Linked DNA regions of Mus musculus: regions 2 and 3 are each linked to region 1. The links are chromatin contacts, called in public Hi-C and promoter capture Hi-C maps. All regions are on one chromosome and are shown on one strand. Each heading gives the region's core, a stretch centred on a gene start, on an enhancer-like site or on the middle of the called end of the contact. The rest is flanking DNA. Distances are from core to core; before and after follow the strand shown. Region 1 has its middle 33 kb from the start of Gm32462. Region 2 overlaps Ncam1 (neural cell adhesion molecule 1). Region 3 overlaps Ncam1 (neural cell adhesion molecule 1).

What was found. Promoter capture Hi-C pulls out the DNA fragments that hold promoters and counts their contacts. Hi-C and Micro-C count contacts between places; a contact is called where the count stands out from the background.
Region 2: a contact with region 1 is called in a Hi-C map of cerebral cortex, with 2.9 times the contacts expected there. The contact joins two enhancer-like sites. A contact is called at or near these places in 4 of 39 promoter capture datasets (cranial neural crest, frontonasal cranial neural crest, maxillary cranial neural crest and 1 more), 5 of 15 datasets of contacts at CTCF or cohesin (the NIH/3T3 cell line, embryonic stem cells, large pre-B cells and 1 more), 61 of 484 Hi-C or Micro-C datasets (the AML12 cell line, the AtT-20 cell line, the C2C12 cell line and 38 more) and 14 of 115 datasets of contacts at active chromatin or transcription factors (PVALB interneurons, SST interneurons, T-cell acute lymphoblastic leukemia and 10 more).
Region 3: a promoter capture Hi-C map of cranial neural crest shows a contact between it and region 1. The contact joins two enhancer-like sites. A contact is called at or near these places in 5 of 39 promoter capture datasets (cranial neural crest, embryonic stem cells, frontonasal cranial neural crest and 2 more), 1 of 15 datasets of contacts at CTCF or cohesin (the NIH/3T3 cell line), 2 of 484 Hi-C or Micro-C datasets (cerebellum and embryonic stem cells) and 6 of 115 datasets of contacts at active chromatin or transcription factors (acute myeloid leukemia, astrocytes, embryonic basal ganglia and 2 more).

The regions. Positions count from the first base shown.
Region 1 is chr9:50,451,287-50,454,002 of GRCm38.p6, reverse strand. No RefSeq gene overlaps it. Among named protein-coding and RNA genes, the nearest start is that of Gm32462, 33 kb to the left of the region's middle. Within about 2 kb of position 1,377, at least 108 of the 459 cell types and tissues checked have an H3K27ac peak or open chromatin away from gene starts, as enhancers often do. A contact at or near this core is called in acute myeloid leukemia and cerebral cortex, where this site is marked.
Region 2 is chr9:49,506,662-49,509,377 of GRCm38.p6, reverse strand. Ncam1 (neural cell adhesion molecule 1) reads left to right here. Exons shown (of 19, transcript NM_001113204.1): 17 at 673-789; 18 at 1,725-2,525. Among named protein-coding and RNA genes, the nearest start is that of Gm11149, 10 kb to the left of the region's middle. Within about 2 kb of position 1,372, at least 8 of the 459 cell types and tissues checked have an H3K27ac peak or open chromatin away from gene starts, as enhancers often do. A contact at or near this core is called in cerebral cortex, where this site is marked.
Region 3 is chr9:49,532,945-49,535,660 of GRCm38.p6, reverse strand. All of the region lies in intron 13 of Ncam1 (neural cell adhesion molecule 1), which reads left to right. All of the region lies in intron 2 of Gm11149 (predicted gene 11149), which reads right to left. Among named protein-coding and RNA genes, the nearest start is that of Gm11149, 16 kb to the right of the region's middle. Within about 2 kb of position 1,355, at least 66 of the 459 cell types and tissues checked have an H3K27ac peak or open chromatin away from gene starts, as enhancers often do. A contact at or near this core is called in acute myeloid leukemia, where this site is marked.

The sequences.
Region 1 (2,716 bases), core at 128-2,627:
TTGAAGGTTGACCCCAATGCGCCAGAAAATAAACCTCTTGCTTTTGCATGGAAAAAAATTATTAGGGCACAGAATCACTGTCTTCAGTAGCATGCAGGCTGATGGAACTCATTACAGCAGACGCACTAACATTTAACAAAACACCTTTCTGTTTAGGATTGTCCCAGCCACCTCGATTTTGTCTTTCTCTTCCTGAAAATTGGAGAGTAAAGTATGAGTGTCTTGGAGATGCAAATGGATGGGGAAAATATGTTTTAAATTGTATTTTGATATGACAGCTAGAGGTGTGAGTTAATACAGATTAGAAACAAAATGGGTGTATTGAGGAAATGTCTTTCAGTGAATGGAAGTTGGATTCTGTGAAGATGTCAGTGTGGATTCAAGTTTGTCATTATTTGTCTATTTTTCTTTCTTGCTACAAAATGTCAGTGTAAAAAGAAACAGTGATGAAAAATGATCTGTGTTGTCCTGTTTGAAAGTCTTTAAATACAGTAACTATAAATGCTCAGTCAGTATAGCTGCATAGATCTAAGGTTTAAAGGATTTAAAAGGAGCCTGAGGCTGAGTTCCACTGTCCTGACTGATTTGGATGGATAAACCTTGAGATGAATTTGAGGATGATGGTGGTGATGGTGATGATGTAGGTGTGGTGTGTGTATGTGTATACATGTTCCACGGCACACGTGTAGAGGTCAGAAGACAACTTTGTGGAGCCAGTCATTTCCTTCCACCTTTATGTGGGTTCTGGGGATCAGACTCACATCACGAGCTTTGCACGGCAGGCACTTTTCCCAGTGGGACACCTCGCTGCCCCTCCCACAGCTTTTGCTATGTGAGCCTGGGTATTCAATAGGCAGAGATGCACTCGAGTATAATCTCTTCCTTGGCTTACCCTTGAAGAGGCTTTGGTCTTTCATGTTTTGTTGAAATAGTTATTAAAACGTTGTTACAACTAAATAACGTAAATACTATTGAGGTCAGCTACAGAATTACTCAGAATTGCCTATATCCTTACTCTAACTGCTATAGATAAGGGAACTTGCGACCTGTGGACCATAACATTTTAGAGAAATTTGATGCGAAGACTTTGATCTTATATTACACATGGCTTGAAAGGTAATTTTATAACTTGCAAAAATGTGGCTCTCAGAGAAAATTTCGAGAAGGCTGATGTGCAGTAACAATGTATACAACCACAGGTTATGTGACAGGTATGGCACAGCGCGGCCAGTGCATAGTCACTGCAAGTGTTACCGATCAGCTGGCTGGAGTCCTTTGGTCAGCCGGATGTTGTGGGTGGGCGAAGAGAGGCTCTTCCATGTTGGCCTGGGAGCCCAGTGTATCTATCTATTCCGCAGTGTGGCGCTGCAGTACTGAGCTGTAGGCAGGAGCAGCAGAAGCAGCTGGTGGCGCCCTCTAGTGTCAGACTCTCGTGAATGCTCTGCACATTGAGATCCTTGGCTGAAATGGTAGAGAGCCTAGGCTACTAAAACCCTTAGTTTCTCAAGTGTTGCACCTGTTGTGTGAGCCCAGGGAGTGGAGATTCCCGAGTGAGTGCCTGCCTGTTTCAGCTTCTTGGCAGGCCTGGTTACGGCTGTGTTACGGCAGTGCTACAGCTGGTTCCCAGGATTAGGGTGTCTGAGACCCAGACCTAAATGTTTTACAGCTTTCTGGTTTACACTCTTCCAGTGACCAGAGTCTGAAGCTTTTCCTCCCTGGGTCTTTACATCTTTCCATTCTTCCCTAGCCTCAGTTCACTGACCTTTCTACTTCTGTCGTCACCTTATTCCTGCTTTGTCCGGAACTCTCTAGCCACCCCTTGCTTGGCTGTCAAGTGGCCGGCTACCTCTTTTTGCTTTTGCAGACCAGTCTGACAGCTGCTTAGCTCCGGCTCTGAGCTAAGCTGCCCCTCCACCACCGTTGCCTCTTATTCTGTCTGTCACCCAGCTGTCATGGCTGCTGCCACTCCTCCGGCTCTGCCATCTGCCGCTTCTTCCTTTGTGGTTCTAGCTCAGTCCAAGAACTGATCACTCAAGAGAAGCATTTTGTGGTCTGATATTGCAACACTGGGGGAGGCTGCACAGAGAGGGTCTAGTAGGTAACTGACCGAGTGAGCTGAGAAGCCTGCTGGTATAGCAAGAGAGAGAGAGGGGGGGTAGAGGGAGGGAGAGAGAGGGAGGAGAGAGAGGAAGAGTGGGAGAGAGAGAGGGGGAGAGAGAGGGGGGAGGGAGAAGGAGAGAGGGAGGGAGAAGGAGAGAGGGAGGGAGAAGGAGAGAGGGAGGGAGAGGGAGAAAGGCAGAGAGGGAGAAATAGAGGGAGAGAGGGAGAGAGGGAGAGGGAGTTTGTACCAATCACAGCACACTCCACATGAAAATGACTGTTGTATTTGCACCAATCATGCCCTTTAGCATCAACCATAGCGTTCCCTTGTTGGGTCCTGGGGCTTTCTCTGGTCTAGGTGGAAATGTTTCTATCATTTAAAGTTCACTAAACCTTGTGACAGCTAAAAAATTCAGTGCAAGTGGCTTAAATCCATCCTGCGTGGAGCCACACGTTCAGGAGGCAGAGCTAGCAGCTGTGATGGACATATACCCTTCCTTAGGGCTCAGCAGGGTGTTCAAAATGGCCGTGGTAGTCTTGCTGTCTGTTTGAAATCTACTTGTTTTGCTCAAGGGCGTGGGGCAGCTAGGGAGAGTCCAACAGCTGTCAATTAGGG
Region 2 (2,716 bases), core at 123-2,622, 940 kb after region 1:
AAGACCCCGTATCCTGGCTCTAGGGCACCAAAGGGAGAGAAACAAGGCACAGTGTGTATGTTCTTCCCACCAGCAGCATCTGTTAGCTAGTTAGTAGGAGATATCGAAGTCCGTGGGTGAAGGAGGCTGTTGTAGCAAGCTGAGAAAGGATGGAGTGAGAAGATAAATTGCATAACACCCCCACATGCAAGTAACTCTATAGATAGGTAGATAGATAGATAGATAGATAGATAGATAGATAGATAGATAGATGCATATATATACATATATATATATATGCATACATACACACAGGTTTGTGTATACACAGTTACAAATACATTTTTATGCATACATATACATGTGTGCACATAAGTTTGCATTTGAGCAGTTAAGCACTGTGCTTAAAACCTTTTCTCATTTAGTTCTCATAGTTAGTCAAGGTATATGCTTACTTGTCCTAATGTACAGGTGGGAGTACTGAGGGAGGGGTGAGGTGAGGTGAGGTGAGGTGAGGTGAGGTGAGGTGAGGTAACTGTCTTATGTATAGGGACTGCACTGATGCAGACACAATCATCCAGCCCACTCTGATAGCCACAGGCGAAACCCCAATGCACCTCCTTACAGCTTCTTTCTTCGATGACTTTCCTGGGAAGCCATCCTGGGATCTAACCAGTGGAACTTTCTCCACAGGAAAGATGAGTCAAAAGAACCCATTGTGGAGGTCCGAACGGAGGAAGAACGGACTCCAAACCATGATGGGGGGAAGCACACAGAGCCCAACGAGACCACGCCGCTGACAGAACCCGAGTACGTGGAGTAGGAGGGATTGTCGCCTCAGTAGAACCCCAACTCCACCTTATCACCCTACCCCAACCTTCCCCACTTCTCACCCTCGGCTCCTGGCCAAAGGTGGAAGCCAGAGCTCTGGAGCCCTGGGTCAGAAGACCTTCTGAACCCACTCTCCAGAGAGAGAAGACGTTCTGGCTTCTCCTTGGATCCTAGTGGGTGCCTTGCCAGGCCCGTTGCATAAGTGGGCTCCCCTGGAGTGTTCCAAAGTTCCACACATATTCTAGGAATGGCTTAACTTCATTTTGAGAGAGGACTAGCCCATTTCATTTAGGATTTCTTGAAAAATCTTCAGGACCTGGGTAGGTTCCTTGGTCTTCTTCCACTCAGAAACTTTGGAGATCTTCAGGGGTTCTGACCAGCCATGGCTGATAGCCTTGGAAGAAATACGTCTCACAGGAACACCAATCTATGGCTGGAAGAGACCTTGGCACATAGGAGCCATTTGGAGCACTGGTCCTCTTCATTCTGGCTCTCCCCATGCCTGCCTAGGATTGTAAGATAGCTGGACCTGCCCCTAGGGGGCTCCAGAAACCTAGAGATGATAGACATCAGCTGCCTTCCCTGGAGTGGAGATCCAGGGCAGCATAAGAGAGCGCTAGACAGAGCAGTAGGGAACTGGAGCCCTGTACAGAGAGCTGAAGGGGTGTCAGCATGGAAGAAGGCTAGCAGGTCCCTTTGAGACTGCCACGTTCTTTGTTGTCTCCTGTGTCCTCTTCCGCCCGCCTGGGGCATGTACTTCCTCTTGTCCTTGTTTCTCCGTGGGCCCATGTTCCTGCCCGTGTATGGTTGCATGCCCACCCTCCCACCGCTCCTCTCCTCGGCTCCTATCTAGCTTCTCTGTCATGTCTCAGCTTCATTGTCTATTCTCTTTCTACTTCCTGTCCTCCCCACAGGCTGCCTGCCGACACCACAGCCACTGTCGAGGACATGCTGCCTTCTGTCACCACCGTCACCACTAACTCTGACACTATCACCGAAACCTTTGCCACTGCTCAGAACAGCCCTACCAGTGAGACCACTACACTGACCTCCAGTATTGCCCCACCGGCCACAACTGTGCCAGACTCAAATTCTGTGCCCGCTGGTCAGGCCACCCCTTCCAAGGGTGTCACTGCTTCATCCTCGTCCCCAGCCTCAGCCCCCAAAGTTGCTCCTCTGGTTGACCTGAGTGATACTCCAACTTCAGCTCCCTCTGCTAGCAATCTGTCCTCCACTGTCTTGGCTAACCAAGGAGCTGTACTCAGTCCTAGCACCCCTGCCAGTGCGGGAGAGACCTCCAAGGCCCCTCCAGCCAGTAAGGCCTCCCCTGCTCCCACCCCCACTCCAGCTGGGGCAGCCAGCCCCTTAGCAGCAGTAGCCGCCCCTGCCACAGATGCCCCCCAGGCCAAGCAGGAAGCCCCCAGCACCAAAGGTCCGGACCCAGAGCCCACCCAGCCTGGCACCGTGAAGAACCCACCTGAGGCAGCCACAGCCCCTGCTAGCCCGAAGAGCAAGGCTGCAACCACAAACCCTTCCCAGGGCGAGGACTTAAAAATGGACGAAGGGAACTTCAAGACCCCAGATATTGACCTTGCAAAGGATGTTTTTGCAGCCCTGGGCTCTCCTGCTCCCGCCACTGGGGCCAGTGGACAAGCCTCTGAGCTTGCTCCTTCCACTGCAGACAGCGCTGTGCCTCCCGCACCAGCAAAGACCGAGTACGGCCTCTCTTTGTCCACTGTCATTGGGTTGTGTCCAGTAGTGGTGTGTGTCTGTGCTGTGTTATGTCCTCCGTGTTCGATGTGTCCTCAGCCTCTTGCAGGGCTTCTGTGATACCACTGTCAGCCAGGGCCTGGGATGACGCAGGAACAGGGGCAGGCAATGGGATGGGCGATGGCAGGGGCGAAGC
Region 3 (2,716 bases), core at 106-2,605, 920 kb after region 1:
GAAAGAAAGAAAGAAAGAAATGAAAAGTACACAAAATATAATGTCCAGCATTTAGTAACTGGATTTAACCAAAAAAGTATTTGGGGATATCTTATCTCTTGCTGCATGAGTCCTTTGTAAGCAAAAAAAAAAAAGATTATCTTTGATAAGCTCTCCAAAATATTTATATTAATATTGATAAATTGGGGCAATAGGAATGAGTGACTGACGCACTGTCTCTGATACATATGTGTGTGTGTATATACACACACACATATATATATATATATGTCTCTGATACATACGTGTGTGTATATATATATATACATACACACACTGATATGCATAATTTGTACTTTTGGGTATGTGAGTTTTATGTCCTTTCTGGCCCTCACCATTTAGTGCCCTTTCCAACCTTCATGTTTCCATAGCAACCTGGCCTCTTCCTGTCCTTCCAACCACAGACCTGTCTAGTGAGTACAGAGCCGGCTGCTCTGGGCAGCGCCTCTGCTCTGCTCGCAGTAGCACAGTCTACAGTGTGACTGCATGGAGGCTCCCAGCCTTGAGTGGTTTCTAAGCATGCTGTCTGTTTAGCCAAGAAAGCAAATGGAGTCGCCTCCAAAAGAATAAGGGGTGGCTGTTTGTGCTTGTGGAGACCTTTCCATATTGACATTTGTGTTTAAAACAGAAAAGAATTGGGAAAACATGGGGGGGGAGCAAAGTATGGCAACTCCTTCCCACAGTTTTACTGTTCATGCCTCATGGGATTGTGCTCGTACACACACACACACACACACACACACACACACACACACACACAGAGAGAGAGAGAGAGAGAGAGAGAGAGAGAGAGAGAGAGAGAGAGAGAGAGAGCGCAATATAATAAAGTGAGGAAGGCCTGGGAGCAAGAGGAAACCAGAGGAAGTGGAGAGAGCTGCTCAGAGAAAAGGAGAAGGACCTGTGCCCCTGACAACATGGCAGCCCGTGTCTCACAACAGAGCCTGTAGCTCTGTCCCCCTTCATTCTGGTCCCCCGAACACTTGGTGCTAGAAAAATAATAGAACAATGCCACCTCCTAGGCTGCTGGGTTGGAAGGGCTAGACGTCCTCTCCAGACAGTAGGATCCAAGGGACAAGAGCATCCCCCTAGACTAGCCTGAAAACCTGGCTGAGTCCGAGCTGCAGGCATCCAGGCTGGCCTTAATGATGTGAGGCCACATGGGTGCTGGGGGCCTAAGGCCCTCGGCTAGGCAACAAGAGCCTTTGCACTGTGACTGTGTATATTACAGCACTTGAGGCTGGAGGCCAGGGAGAGCTGGTCCTGCCTCCCACCAAGCAGCAGTCAGCTAAGGCAGGTGATGACGGGTCTACGGAGTTCAGCTCCCACACCCTGGCTAAGGCCTCCCATACATAATTAAAGAGGGGAGAACCGTGCTTCCTGGTTGTGTATACTGCATGGAATGGTTTTTTTTGTTGTTGTTGTTTTCCTCCTGTGGTAGACAGCTACGGGGGCTGCTTTCTCAGTGGTCCTCTGTGTGTGGCTGCAATGACTTTCAGTTCCTGATGCCTTTGTGGTTTGGTTTTGTGAGAGGAACAAGCATGACAATAAGCTGGGCTCATTTGCACGGGTTGGAGGGTTTTCTTGTTTGTTTGTGGTGTATTTGCATTTGAAAGAGGAATTCTTCTAACTACTCCCCTCTACCACAGTGGCTCCGCCCTCCCCCCCTCCCCCCTCCCCCCGCCCCCATCCCTCCTGCTATATAAGTCCCAGGAAATAGGAGAAAGCTACAGGACCCATTTGCACAACCCTGTCCTGTTTGAGACACCGCTTTGCATCTTTGGTCTTGTCTGTCAATGAAACACAATCTTGGCTCCAGACTTCTCCTGAAGAGGAATGAAATATTTCTCCCCTGACGGGTGTTTCGGTTTTTATATTTCTTCAGACATTTCTACCCACAGATAAGATGCTTAGTTGTGAAATCTGAGCAGGAGGTTGGAGTCTGTTTTATTTGAACCACTTGACTACTGACCCAAATCATAAGTCCCAGAGGACAGTGAGATAAAGCATAGGGTATCCCGATTGGCAGCAGCCTGAGTTAGCAGGAATGTATTAGTCACCATAGGATCAAGATGCAGAGGATGTGAGCCACCGTGCAAAGGAAGCCGAGTAGCTGGGGTCATGTAGAACTCCGTCAGTCAGTCAGACAACACGGGTGAAATTAAATAATATCTCCTACAGAGGTGTAGTTGTGTGTATGTGTGTTTCTGAGTGTATATGTATGTGTGTGTGTGTGTGTGTGTGTGTGTGTGTGGTGTATATGTGTGTGTGTGTGTATATCTATGTGTGGTAATAATCTGTTTATAACCATAGGTGAAGGAAGTTTTCATAAAGCGTATCAAGAGAAACTACTTGTCACATATAAGCCCTTCCAGGCTTGCTTGGGAAGAACCTGTGTCATGATAGACCATAAGACCGTGCATTCTGTCAGCTCACAGTGGGACAGGGATATGACACTCACAGCTAAAGCGCTTCTCGCTCATTCAACAGAAGCATGCTTTCAAAAGATGTCTTGACCTTACATCTTTTCCCTTTTCTCTTAACCTCAACTGTCAAAAGCTAGAACTTCCTTCCCCCAACACCCAGGCCTGTGAAAGTTACAATTAGGAAACTTAAGACTCTTAGGGTCGGTCATTCAGTCACAAACTGTAATGTGGGGTAAAGCACATGGCAAAAGGAA